2 separate regions of the Mus musculus genome follow, and region 1 is linked to region 2. The links are chromatin contacts, called in public Hi-C maps. All regions are on one chromosome and are shown on one strand. The core of a region is the stretch at or near the end of the contact, and the rest is flanking DNA. Distances in the headings are between cores, read along the strand shown.

The links. Hi-C and Micro-C count contacts between places; a contact is called where the count stands out from the background.
Region 1: a Hi-C map of liver shows a contact between it and region 2, with 1.7 times the contacts expected there. The contact joins two enhancer-like sites. A contact is called at or near these places in 4 of 484 Hi-C or Micro-C datasets (the HPC-7 cell line, hematopoietic stem and progenitor cells, liver and 1 more), 2 of 115 datasets of contacts at active chromatin or transcription factors (embryonic stem cells and pancreatic cancer cells) and 1 of 9 other capture datasets (pancreatic islet).

Annotation. Positions count from the first base shown.
Region 1 is chr11:54,053,540-54,059,023 of GRCm38.p6, forward strand. Pdlim4 (PDZ and LIM domain 4) reads right to left here. Exons shown (of 7, transcript NM_019417.3): 4 at 2,604-2,785; 5 at 2,251-2,414; 6 at 1,818-1,935; 7 at 1,389-1,700. The coding sequence ends at 1,496. Among named protein-coding and RNA genes, the nearest start is that of Pdlim4, 13 kb to the right of the region's middle. RefSeq lists an enhancer at 3,124-5,484. Within about 2 kb of position 2,797, at least 35 of the 459 cell types and tissues checked have an H3K27ac peak or open chromatin away from gene starts, as enhancers often do. A contact at or near this core is called in liver, where this site is marked.
Region 2 is chr11:53,908,090-53,913,522 of GRCm38.p6, forward strand. No RefSeq gene overlaps it. Among named protein-coding and RNA genes, the nearest start is that of Slc22a5, 19 kb to the left of the region's middle. Within about 2 kb of position 3,007, at least 19 of the 459 cell types and tissues checked have an H3K27ac peak or open chromatin away from gene starts, as enhancers often do. A contact at or near this core is called in liver, where this site is marked.

The sequences.
Region 1 (5,484 bases), core at 1,547-4,046, 150 kb after region 2:
CCCACCATTTCAGAGACTCCAACTTGGTGTTTGGCTTGCATGTCTGTGTGAGGGCATCAGCTCCTCTGGAACTGGAGTTGCAGATGGTTGTGAGCTGTGTCCAGGACCTCTGGAAGAGTAGCCAGTTCTCTTAATCACTGAGCCATCTCTCCAGACCCGTCAAAGTACCTTCTAAGGCCCCATGCCAGCCTGTGAATGGGCTGCCCCTCTAACTCTGGGACAGAGAGGTGAGAGTGGCTAGCAGTACAGACCAGACATTACTACTGTTTATCCCATGATATGAAAGGGCCTGAATCAGGAAGCGCCGAAGCTCAGAAAGTTTACTCAGAAATTTTAATTGCTGCCTCAGCTTCCCCAGTCAGTTTCGGCTGGGTGTTGTGGCTGTCTGTTTGATGATGTCATCTCTATCTGTTGCTATTTGTCCTTTTATTGGGAATCCTCACCGGAGGGAATTCTCTTCATTAGAAACTCCAACTGACTGCCTTAAAAGGGCTTCCCTAGTCGATTCCTATTGGACATTTTGAGGCCAAGTTGGTTCTGTTTTGCTTCTAACCATCCATCCATCCATCCATCCATCCACCCATCTGCCACTTATTCTTTTAAATTTACCTTACTGCATGTTTAATAAAACCGAAATGGTAGCTTATTCCCCAGACTGTGCGGAACATGGCGATCAACAGTCATTCATCAACCCGGTAACTTTTATAGTTTTAAAAGTGAGAGTCTGAATAGGTTTATGTAACCAAAAGGTACAAGGCAGACCTCACTTCGAGTGAACTGGGGCGCATCCAAGGAGTGTAGAATTTCTACTGCAGGTGGGGGAAAAGGACCAAGCTTCTTAGAGGGAAAGGCAGTGTTAGTTCTAAAGCGCTGACTTTTGTCTCAAGAAAAAGTCAAGCTTGCCCCCTAGTGGGAGGAGGAAGGAAGAGGAGAAGAAAAATAGAGTGTATGGACAGAGAGCGACTTAGGAAGAGAGTACCAGGAAGGGGGCACCACCCATGCAGGCTAGGGACCACCCCTGGCCACTCATGCGGACAACGGGCACACCAGGGCTGTCATGGTCCATGCTTTTTTTTTTTTTTTTTTTTTTTTTTGCATAGGTCTTGATTCTATAGAGATCTCTTGCCTCCCTCCGTCTCTTGATTCTCAGCTTTCCTGACCTCACCCAGGCCAGGCTCCTTGTTACACTACAGCAGCAGACCATAGTATTAACGACACTATCCCTTATGGCTTACTCTGCCATCCAACTCAGGCTGTGGGAACAACATGAGAGCTGTCTGGCTCACCACTGAATCTAATGTCTAGAACAGGCCTGACACCTGAACCGATCTTACAACACATTGGAGCTATGGCCTGCACTGGAGGTTATCAGGCCAGACACTAGCTAGTTCCAGAGCAAGCAGAAGGACTTTATTAGAAAGGCCAGGAGGACATATATTTACACAGGCCATGAGGGAACATTAAGTGAAGCAGAGGCAAGACAAGATTTTCCAGCTCAGACAAGTTCCACCTTAGCATTGGGGTATACAGCCACCACATCATATCCCTCCGGCGGCTTGACTCGAGCCTTGGCGTGATTCTCACAGTACAGCCGTTCATCTAGGAAGAAGTACCCACGCTGTTTGAGATTCAGGCCGCAGTCGCTGCACATGAAGCACTCCGGATGGTAGAGCTTGTCTCTCGCCTTGACAATGGTTCCCCTGTTGTGGAGGACAGAGGGACAGGTGACTGACAGATTCTAGGACAAGCCTCTACCCATGGCCTTGGAAAACAGAAGTGGGGTCGTGGGGGTGCAGGTGGGCAGACTGGGTACTCACACGATCCCGTGGCCGCAGCGCGTGCACTCTGGTAGCCCCTGCAGGCCACTCAGTGGAGCACCGAGCTTGCTGGCTGCTGGTTTGAGGTTCCGGGGACCACCAGACCCAGGCCGATCCCCTGAAATCCAGAGGGCAGGTGGTATGGATGGGGTAGGTGAGATAAGAACCCTACTTCAGCAGGATGTTGCTTCTGGAACACGATGACCAGAAGCTTAGAGGACAAGTTCTTGGTTTGTATGAGGTAAAGGAGAGTCACGTGGGTGGTGGAGTGGGAATCGGGAGGGTGAGAGCACAGTCACAGTAAGGCACAGAGGGATTTGAAGAGGGGGTGGATGGCTAGAAGGTGTGGATTGGGTGGTGTTGGAAGGTGAAGGGTAAACTGGGCACGGTAGGGGGAGGGGAGGCAGGGGAGGTAAGGTGTTGGGAGTCTTACCGCCCTCGCCAGCCTCTAGCATGCCCTGCAGGTAGCGGAAGGATCCTGACTGTTTCGGCTCCGAGGCTGTGGGCTCTGCTGGCTCCCTTAACATCCTGTATACCTCTGAACCCAGGTCTACCCTGCAGTCCCGGTTCCGAGGGAGAACCCTGGCTGTGTCGGCACTGGGAAGGGGAGAGATGGAAAGCCAGCATGGTAATTCCAGCCTTGGGCCTGGCAGCCTTCTAAGTCAAACTATAACTATGTGAGTTGAGGCTCTTAGATCAAACGACAAGGGCCAGGAAGGAACTGTAGAGATTTGAAGGATTAAGATTGATCTGGGTGTGACTTCAAAGGCCCGGCCTCTGTCCTACCTGGTGGGTGGAGACACATGCAGAGCGCTCATCTGGGCTGGCAGGGTGGCCTCGTTGCTGCTGCCATTGTGAGGGACTGGAAGGCGAGGTGGCTGACCATATGGAGATCCCAGGCCCGATCTGTTGTCCTCCAGACTAATCCCAGAGACTGAGGAGCGCCTGCTGGTGGCTGGACTGCAGTCCTGTAAGAGCAAGATCTGGAGGCACTAGGAGGCCCTCTGACCTTTGACCCCTCCTATTGACTGTGTTGGCTAGCTACCTCTGTTCTGACATTTCCAGGCTATTTGCCCAGCCGGCAAAAGGGTCCATGGTTGGAATACGAATAGGAACTCGTATTCTACAGTCAGAAGGGGCCCTTAGTTCTTTCTTGAAGGTCCTTCCAAGGGAAGTCTGAGGTGCAGGGGTATTTCTAGGAGGGTCAGCTCCTCTGGGCCTGCATTCTAGTCCTAGTCCACAGAAAAGCAGCAAAAGTAGCTTTCTTGGGGCAGAGCAAGCAAGGAGCAGAGACTGGGTCTCACCACTCCAAGAGCAGCCTAGTGTCCATGGTTGGAGGGAGAGTGGCCTGAGCTTGCCTCTCAGCTTATAAGGACAAGGTAGGGGCTCTGTGGCTCTGAACAGGGTCTGGGTGTGTATGTCCATGCAGAGTCCAAAACTATGCTGACCTCAGCCCTCAGGCACGCAAACACACACTGCAATGTGAACAGGGCACACATACTCTCATAAGTGCATTTAAAGACACATACATGGGTAAGGACAATACACACACACACACACACACACACACACACACAGCCAGTCTCCTTACATATTCCTATCCATGAATGCGAGGTCTCACATACACTGGGAGCCAGTGCTGGTCATCCTGAGGAAGGCCATGTGGCTAAACCTGGGATGGCATGAGAATTCCTCATTTAGGGGACAAGACTCAAGTTCAGGCCATGGGTCTGTCTCAGCCTGGGGGATCACACACACACACACATATAAATATAATATATACATAAATATACATATGTGTTATACACACATGTATATATATATACACATGTATGTTTATACACACACTCATATATCACATATACAAATACATATATATGTCTCTCCACTCTGTGATGGGGAGACCCTTTCCTAGCAGGAAAGAGACCAGTTTGGGCTCAGGCAGCTTCTAGCACCGAACAGTCTAGCTTTCAAGGCTCTGCATTAATCACCGCCCCCCACCCCCATTAAGGTACCACTTTCCCCTTCAAATCCAAACAAAAAGCAAGAGGCTTGCTGGCTAAGTGGGGCCCCATCAATGCTGCTGGGGTGGCAACAGCAGCAGGACCCCAGTCTCCCATCAGGCCCAGTGAAAGCCCCTAGAAACCTGAGCACCCTCACACATGTATCTGCAGGGTAGACAGGCAGGCAGGGCTGGCCTCTAATGGGGACCAGATGGGTTGTGGTCGGTAGGGGTGGGGCGGGGAGGGGGTGGGGCTGGGCTCTGCATGAGACTTCAATGGAAAGAGAGGAATGGGAGTCAGCAGAGACTGGGGGGGACTGAAGTCCTCACTCACCCCCTACTCAGCTCAGCAGGGTGTGGGAGCAGGGTCATTGGTGAGCTCTGGCCCCTCCTGTGACCACCCATGCAGCAGCTTCTCTAGGTCTGAACTCAGTGGTTTGAGTGGCAGTTCTGTCACTGAACTGGTGACTTTCATCTCTCTGAACCTGTTTCTTCCCCTACCCTGGAGAATGCGATGGCTCTCTAGCCATCAGAGCCCCTCAGTAGGGGATGAAGTAAGACCACACTGATCACACCACGCAAAGTGCTTCACTGGATGGCTGTTGGTGGGAATCCCTGCATGCCCTCCCCCTCTTTTTCCTCTCTTTGGGTGGCAGTGTTCCACACAACCTTTTGCCCCCTGCCCTGAGTGACAGCTTGGTACTTGGGTCAGAAGAATGCCAACAAAAAGGGGTGACCAGACATAGGCAAACGCTGCACCCAAAGGAACAGGTGGATCTCTTCTTAGGCCGAATCTCAGCTTTCAGCAGTCTGGGTGTTCAAGGCCCCCCTACTCCAGAAAGCTTTTCTTAGCCAGATGCTTCTCCCACCCTGGGCGGCCCGTGTGCCTTCTGTCCCTCCAGGGCCCTGAGAAAAGAGGGTCCTCTGTGGCCTTGCAGAGAACGTGGTCCTGAGGCTGCAGTTACCCATTCCTCTTGGGGATGCGTGCCAGGGGTGCCCTGTATTGGCCTAGGGGTAAGTGTAGTTTTCTTCTCCCTAAATGGTTCCAGCCAGCCCCACCTCCACACTCAGAGGAGGGGGCAGTGTGGGGACAATGAGCCCTGTGTCTGTGCTCCTGGGGACACAGCCCCGCAGAGGCGGGGAGGGTGTTTTTGTCGCCACCCATGGAGCCTACGACCTTTTAAATACAAAAGGGGGGCAGCAGCTAAGGAAACTGCTCTGTTGATTGTGGAAATTCACTCCCCTTACAGTAAGGAGTAAGGACCATCGCTGCTGGCCTTTGAAGAAAAACTGTGAGAAAAAGAATGGGGGCAGGAGAAGTCCCCCTGCAGCTCTAGCCACCAGACCCTGTTTGAAGCTACTCTCAGTCCCAGCCTCCCAACCCCAAAGGAAAGGCATATTGCCATGCCAGCTTTCAAACGCCACAGGGGAGCCCCCTGGAGCCCACTGGCCTTGAGTCCCTGGTGACTCCCTCCGCTCCCAACTAGTCTCTGCCCTGTCCCTTTCAGCACTGATGCTGAGAGGAGCCAGGCGTCTCACAGGAACAGCCCGCCCGCCTTCTGCTCCCTGTTGCCTGTTTTTTTTTTTTTTTTCCTTCTGCCAAATCTGTTCTCTTCTCCCTGCCTGAAGGGCCTCAGACAAAGCAAGCTACTAAGATCCAAATGT
Region 2 (5,433 bases), core at 1,757-4,256:
ATCCAACAACCAGGATCAGAGGTGGCTAATAGTCCAAAAGACCTGTTGCCCATCTTTAGAACCCAGCTTCTTGGAAGAAATGACACGTACTCTGGGGTGAGCTTCAATGTACCTATGTTTCCTATATTATTCCATATTATACCAGGAACCCTCCTCTAAATTATACTGGGCTTAGATTTGTTGGAAATAAACTGTCTGATATTGGACTTCCCATCGTATTCATCCAGGTTGATGAAGTCAGTCTGCACCAGGTTTTCATTCTCATCTCCACAGGTTGTGTCTCTGCCCGACACCTGCAAATACCCATCAAATATGATATGAAAAAAAAATAAGGTGGGCTGGGCAGGGTGGTGCACGCCTTTAATCCTAGCACTTGGGAGGGAAAGGCAGGCAGATCTCTGTGAGTTTAAGGCCAGCGTGGTCTACAAAGTTCCATGACAGCGAGGGCTGTTACTCAGAGAATCTCTGTCTTGAAAAACCAAAATATAAACAAACAAACAAACAAACAAACAAACACTGATGAACAACTGAGAACGCATTCAGTGTTGATCTCTGACCTCCACAGACGGGGCACACACATGTACCTACACACACACACACACACACACACACACACACACACACACACCACACAGGTGATCGCGTACGCACTCATAAACATAGCATTCTAGACCCAACAGAAATCATGTGCCACTTCCTTTCCTCTTCAATCTATATCCCACAGTCCTTTGTGTCAATATATCTTGGTTCCTCCAATTTATTATCATTCTGCTTATCTGAACTTCAAAGTCCCAAGTCCGGTCATTTGTACGTCACTCCTACGCTAGGTCAGTAGAGAAAGTCCCACAACTTTGTACCGTGACATCTGCACAGGCTGACATTTCCAGTCATGCCTGAGCTTCTCTCTCTCTCTTTCCCCAGTCCCTGTCAGCTACCTACCTTCTCATCCACACTTTAATTCAGCAGCCTGGGTTGGAAGTGAGTTTCAAGTCGGCTGAATTGTCTTGGACTTATTTTAGAAGCCAATTGAGGTTTGGGGGCAGAATAAACTTGCATGGAAGGAAAACAAAGTCCACAGTGAGGTGAAGCCAGCGGGGCTGATGGAGCCTGAGTGTGGCCCAGGTTCATAGAAGTTCGAGGCCATGGTGAGGAATAGCTCATCTCCCTGAGGAGCACAGTCTGGGGTTCTTGGGAGTTCACAGAATGTGAACCGTCACTGGGCTGGCTGTTGTCTGGAAGAGGCTCTTACAGTCAAACCAGAGACAGTTGGTGACAGTGCAAGAGGCCTTGCCAGCTCGCAAGCCCACAGCAGGTGGAAAACAAGCAGTTTCCTGGGAGGGTTCAGAGGGATGAGGACATCAAGGGGGAGGCAGGCTTGGAAAGGCGAGGGCAATGTAAGGATGTCATGTTAGAATGTAGCCTCTTCTCAGCCACACTATCTGCTGAAGCCACAGGGAAGGGACTCTAGCCAGCCCAAGCATGGTGAACGTGGCTCTGGCAGGTTTTGCCTTTCTCTCCTGTTCTCTTTGCCTAAAAAACCCATTAGATTACGTTCCTAAAGCTACCCACCAAGGTCTATTCCCTTATTTGTCCATTTCCTCCCCCTGAGGGTGACGACCAATGTCCAGCTATCAAACTACTGAAGCCCAGCAATCAAAACCCCCCTGTGGTTCACCTAATTTATTTTATTTTTTTTGGTTTTCCGAGACAGGGTTTCTCTGTGTAGCTCTGGCTGTCCTGGAACTCATTTTGTAGACCAGGCTGGCCTCGAACTCAGAAATCCGCCTGCCTCTGCCTCCCAAGTGCTGGGATTAAAGGTATGCGCCACCACGCCCAGCTGGTTCACCTAATTAACACGCCCAATTAAAATTAAACACCTTGAAGGGCAGTGGTGGCACATACTTTTAATCCCAGCACTTGGGAGGCAGAGGCAGACAGATTTCTGAGTTTGAGGCCAGCCTGGTCTACAGAGTGAGTTCTAGGACAGACAGGGCTACACAGAGAAACCCTGTCTAAAAAAGAAAACCAATAAATAAATAAATAAATAAATAAATAAATAAATAAATAAATAAATAAATGAATAAATAAAATTAAACACCTCATTCTAACATTGGTTTTCCCCTGTTATGTTGTCTTTATAAACCACCATTAGCCTGTGGGCCACATCTGCCTCCTCTTTATCCAGAGGCAGTCTTTTGTCCTCCAGGGAAAATATCCCTTCCCTGTCTGTGTTCCTTTCCCTCGTTCCTTGTCCTCGGTCTTTGGTCTTTGTCCCTTATCCTTGCCCTCTTGGATAAATACATCTCTTTTAGTGCTAAGAACTTGGTCTTGGGGAGTTTTGAGCCAACTTCAAGGTCTCTACATCCAACTTAATACTACAGTCACCTAAGAAACTGTGAGTCCTAGTCAGACTTCTTGGTATCAGGCTCTCGTACTTTGGAAAAGAGTTTACATCAGAGTGAGTACTGATGGCCTTACATCCCGATCCCCAACCCCTTCCATCTGTGAATCAGAGACCCTGCCATGCTGTCTTTGATGCCGGGGCCTGAGCTCTCCTCTGAGCCCCCACCGCACTGTCTGCCCACAGCATCAGTAACTCTTCTAATAAACTCACTACTCCCCTGTAATCCATCTCAGTGTCCCTCGTGAACTCCTACCCCCAAACCCAACAATGAGGAGGTGTGGAGAGCAGCGAGGGGGTGGAGGACGGAACTGGGAAAGCCAGAGCTGCATGGCTGGCTGGTGGACAAGTGGGGTGTAGATCACTGTGAGGGTTTTTTGTTTGTTTGTTTGTTTCATTTGTTTGGTTTTGTTTTGTTTCCAGATAGGCCTCTCTGTGTAGACGGATGTCCTGGAACTTTGCTCTGTAGACCAGACTGGTCTCAAAGTCACAGAGATCCACCTGCCTCTGCCTCCCGGGTGCTGGGATGAAAGGCATGTGCCACCACTGCCTGGTGCCCTGACAGTTGCCTAGGAAACTTTCAGAGCCTAGGGATGGAGCAATCTAGGCTCAAGTTTCACAAGATCAGGGTTTAGACTTTTCCCGTGCCAACCAGACATAGGCACTGGGTAATAGTTCATATCTTTAGGGTTTTTTTTTTTGTTTGTTTGTTTTTTACTTTTTACAATCTGCTTAGCAGTCTGTTAAATATCAGCTCGGTGATAAGGTATTTCACCCCAGCGGAACCAGCTTGGTTGGGTCTAAACTAGAGGAGAGGTGAATGCTGTAATGGGAAGTGTGAAACACTCATAGGATGACTTTGACCTGGGCTCAGCCTCCTAAAACTCCGAGATAGTGGTGGGGAGGAGACACAAGGCTGAGCAAGCATCCTGAGCCGCCCCAGGGCCAGAGCTTTGCATTCTTCAAGTTCTGTGCATTTGTTTCCTAAGGCCTACTTGGAAGTGTAGCTCACTGGCTAGGAAGCATTTGTCAGAGGCTAGGTTTATCCAAGCACAATGAAAATAAGAAAAACAATGACCAAGACCTGGTACTGTGGTAGACAATAAAGGTATTTATTTTAAAGCCTTATTATGGTTAACAATGTAATATATTTGTGGGAGTATTTGTAAAGCGTGAGAAAACCATAGAAAAGAAACAGGAATTCTCTGTAATTCTACCATCCAAACATGTACCAATACCAGACAATTAATATTTTCTTCCAGCTTTTTCCCCTCAAAATCTTTTAACAGTTTCTTCATTCACCCACCATTTATTAATAATTAATTTGCCTACTGGCTATTTTTTTTTTGAAATAGGGTCTCATGTAGCTCAGGCTGGCCTCAAATTTTCTATGTAGTTGAGGCTATAGCATAAGAGGGTATTTAATAACCATCTCATTGGTATTCTATAATTGAGATGCTGCATAGTCTATGTGTATGTGTTAGATGGAAAAATGGTATCAAATTATTCCCTTAATTAGTACTCAGTTTATATTAGTACTCAGTTTATAAAAAGTAAAATGTTTTGTTGGTGTGTGTAGTGTGCATGGGTGTGCATCTGTGTATGTGTGTTTGTATTTATGAGTGAAGGCATACACACACCATGGTGCATGCTAGAGGTCAGACATGGTTACCTCAAAACTCTTTGGAGAGTACAGGTGACATCTTCTATAAAGGTAGGTTCATTATCTATAGATTTGCTGAGAAAAACCTCACAACAGATTGTGCCTTCAAGGGAAGGAATGTAAAATCCCTTGTGCAGAAGGCTGCAGTAGACATGTTTTCTGGCCTGGAGACCTTTGCTCAATCAGTGTGGCTGGAGACTTTCCCAGCACCCAGGTTTCCCCAGACCTAGCTTGTACACTGGTTTTTCTCAGTCTGTAGAACCTCATCTGTGTTTAGCTCATTTTGTTCCTCGGAGAGATCTAGGTGTGCTTTGCTGTGCCCTTTGGATTGAGTTAGTTAAAAGACTATTGAAGAAGCCTCCCCTCCCCCTGCCACCTGTATTCCCAGATAAAGAAAAATCAGGTGCCCAGGGCCTGGAGAGCTGGCTCAGCCAATAGAGTATGATCATGAGGACCTCAGGTTTGATCACCAGCATCCACAGAGAATTCAGATATAGCTGATGCGTTTGTAATCCCAGCAATGGAGAGGCGAGGCAGGAGGGTCCTTGAGACCCCATCTCAAGGCATAAGGCAGAAAGCAACTAAGGACAACTGAGGTTCACCTCATACTCCACAAGTACTCATACAAATGTGTATTGGCACTTACACGTATGTATGCGTGCACAACCCCATGTGAACACACTTACATATACTATATATATACTTCAAATGCCAATGCACCAAAAATAAAGCTTTCATCAGGCTGATGTAATAGTATTTAAATTAAGATATTTATTAAATGCAGTTTTAGATAGTTTTCTGTCATTGTTATGAAAGACCTGTAAGAAACAGTTTAAAAGGAGGGAAGGCTTATTTTAGCTCAGAGTTTCAAGGGCTTTGGTTTGTGGCTCTTTGGCTCCATCACTTTGGGTCCCTGGTTGAACATCAGAGCAGAGAGCATCTAGTGGAACAATATTGCTCACGGATGTGTAGCTGAGAAGCTAAGAAGAATAGAGAAGTAAACATTTTCCTTTAGAGGACACACATCATCCTCAGTGAGGTACTTACTCCAGGGAAGCTCCATGCCAAGGTCCCATCAGTTCTCAGTGGCGCCATCAGCTAGGGACCATGTCTAGGGCCATTTAAGATCTATACCATAACATATGCCTATTACATGCTTATCTTAGCTGTGCTAAGCCTCCCTGAGGAGGATGAAGAGTGAAGCAAGAGAGGTCCCTGGTCTCCCAGAGCCCAGAACTCTATTGAGGGGGCGATTGAGTGAGGATGACAAGGGGCACGAGAGGACACAGATGTGAGCAGCCTTTGCCAGCAGGAAGACAGGCCAAGGACGGCATCTGGGTGGCACAATCAGCTCTGCAGGACGGACAGC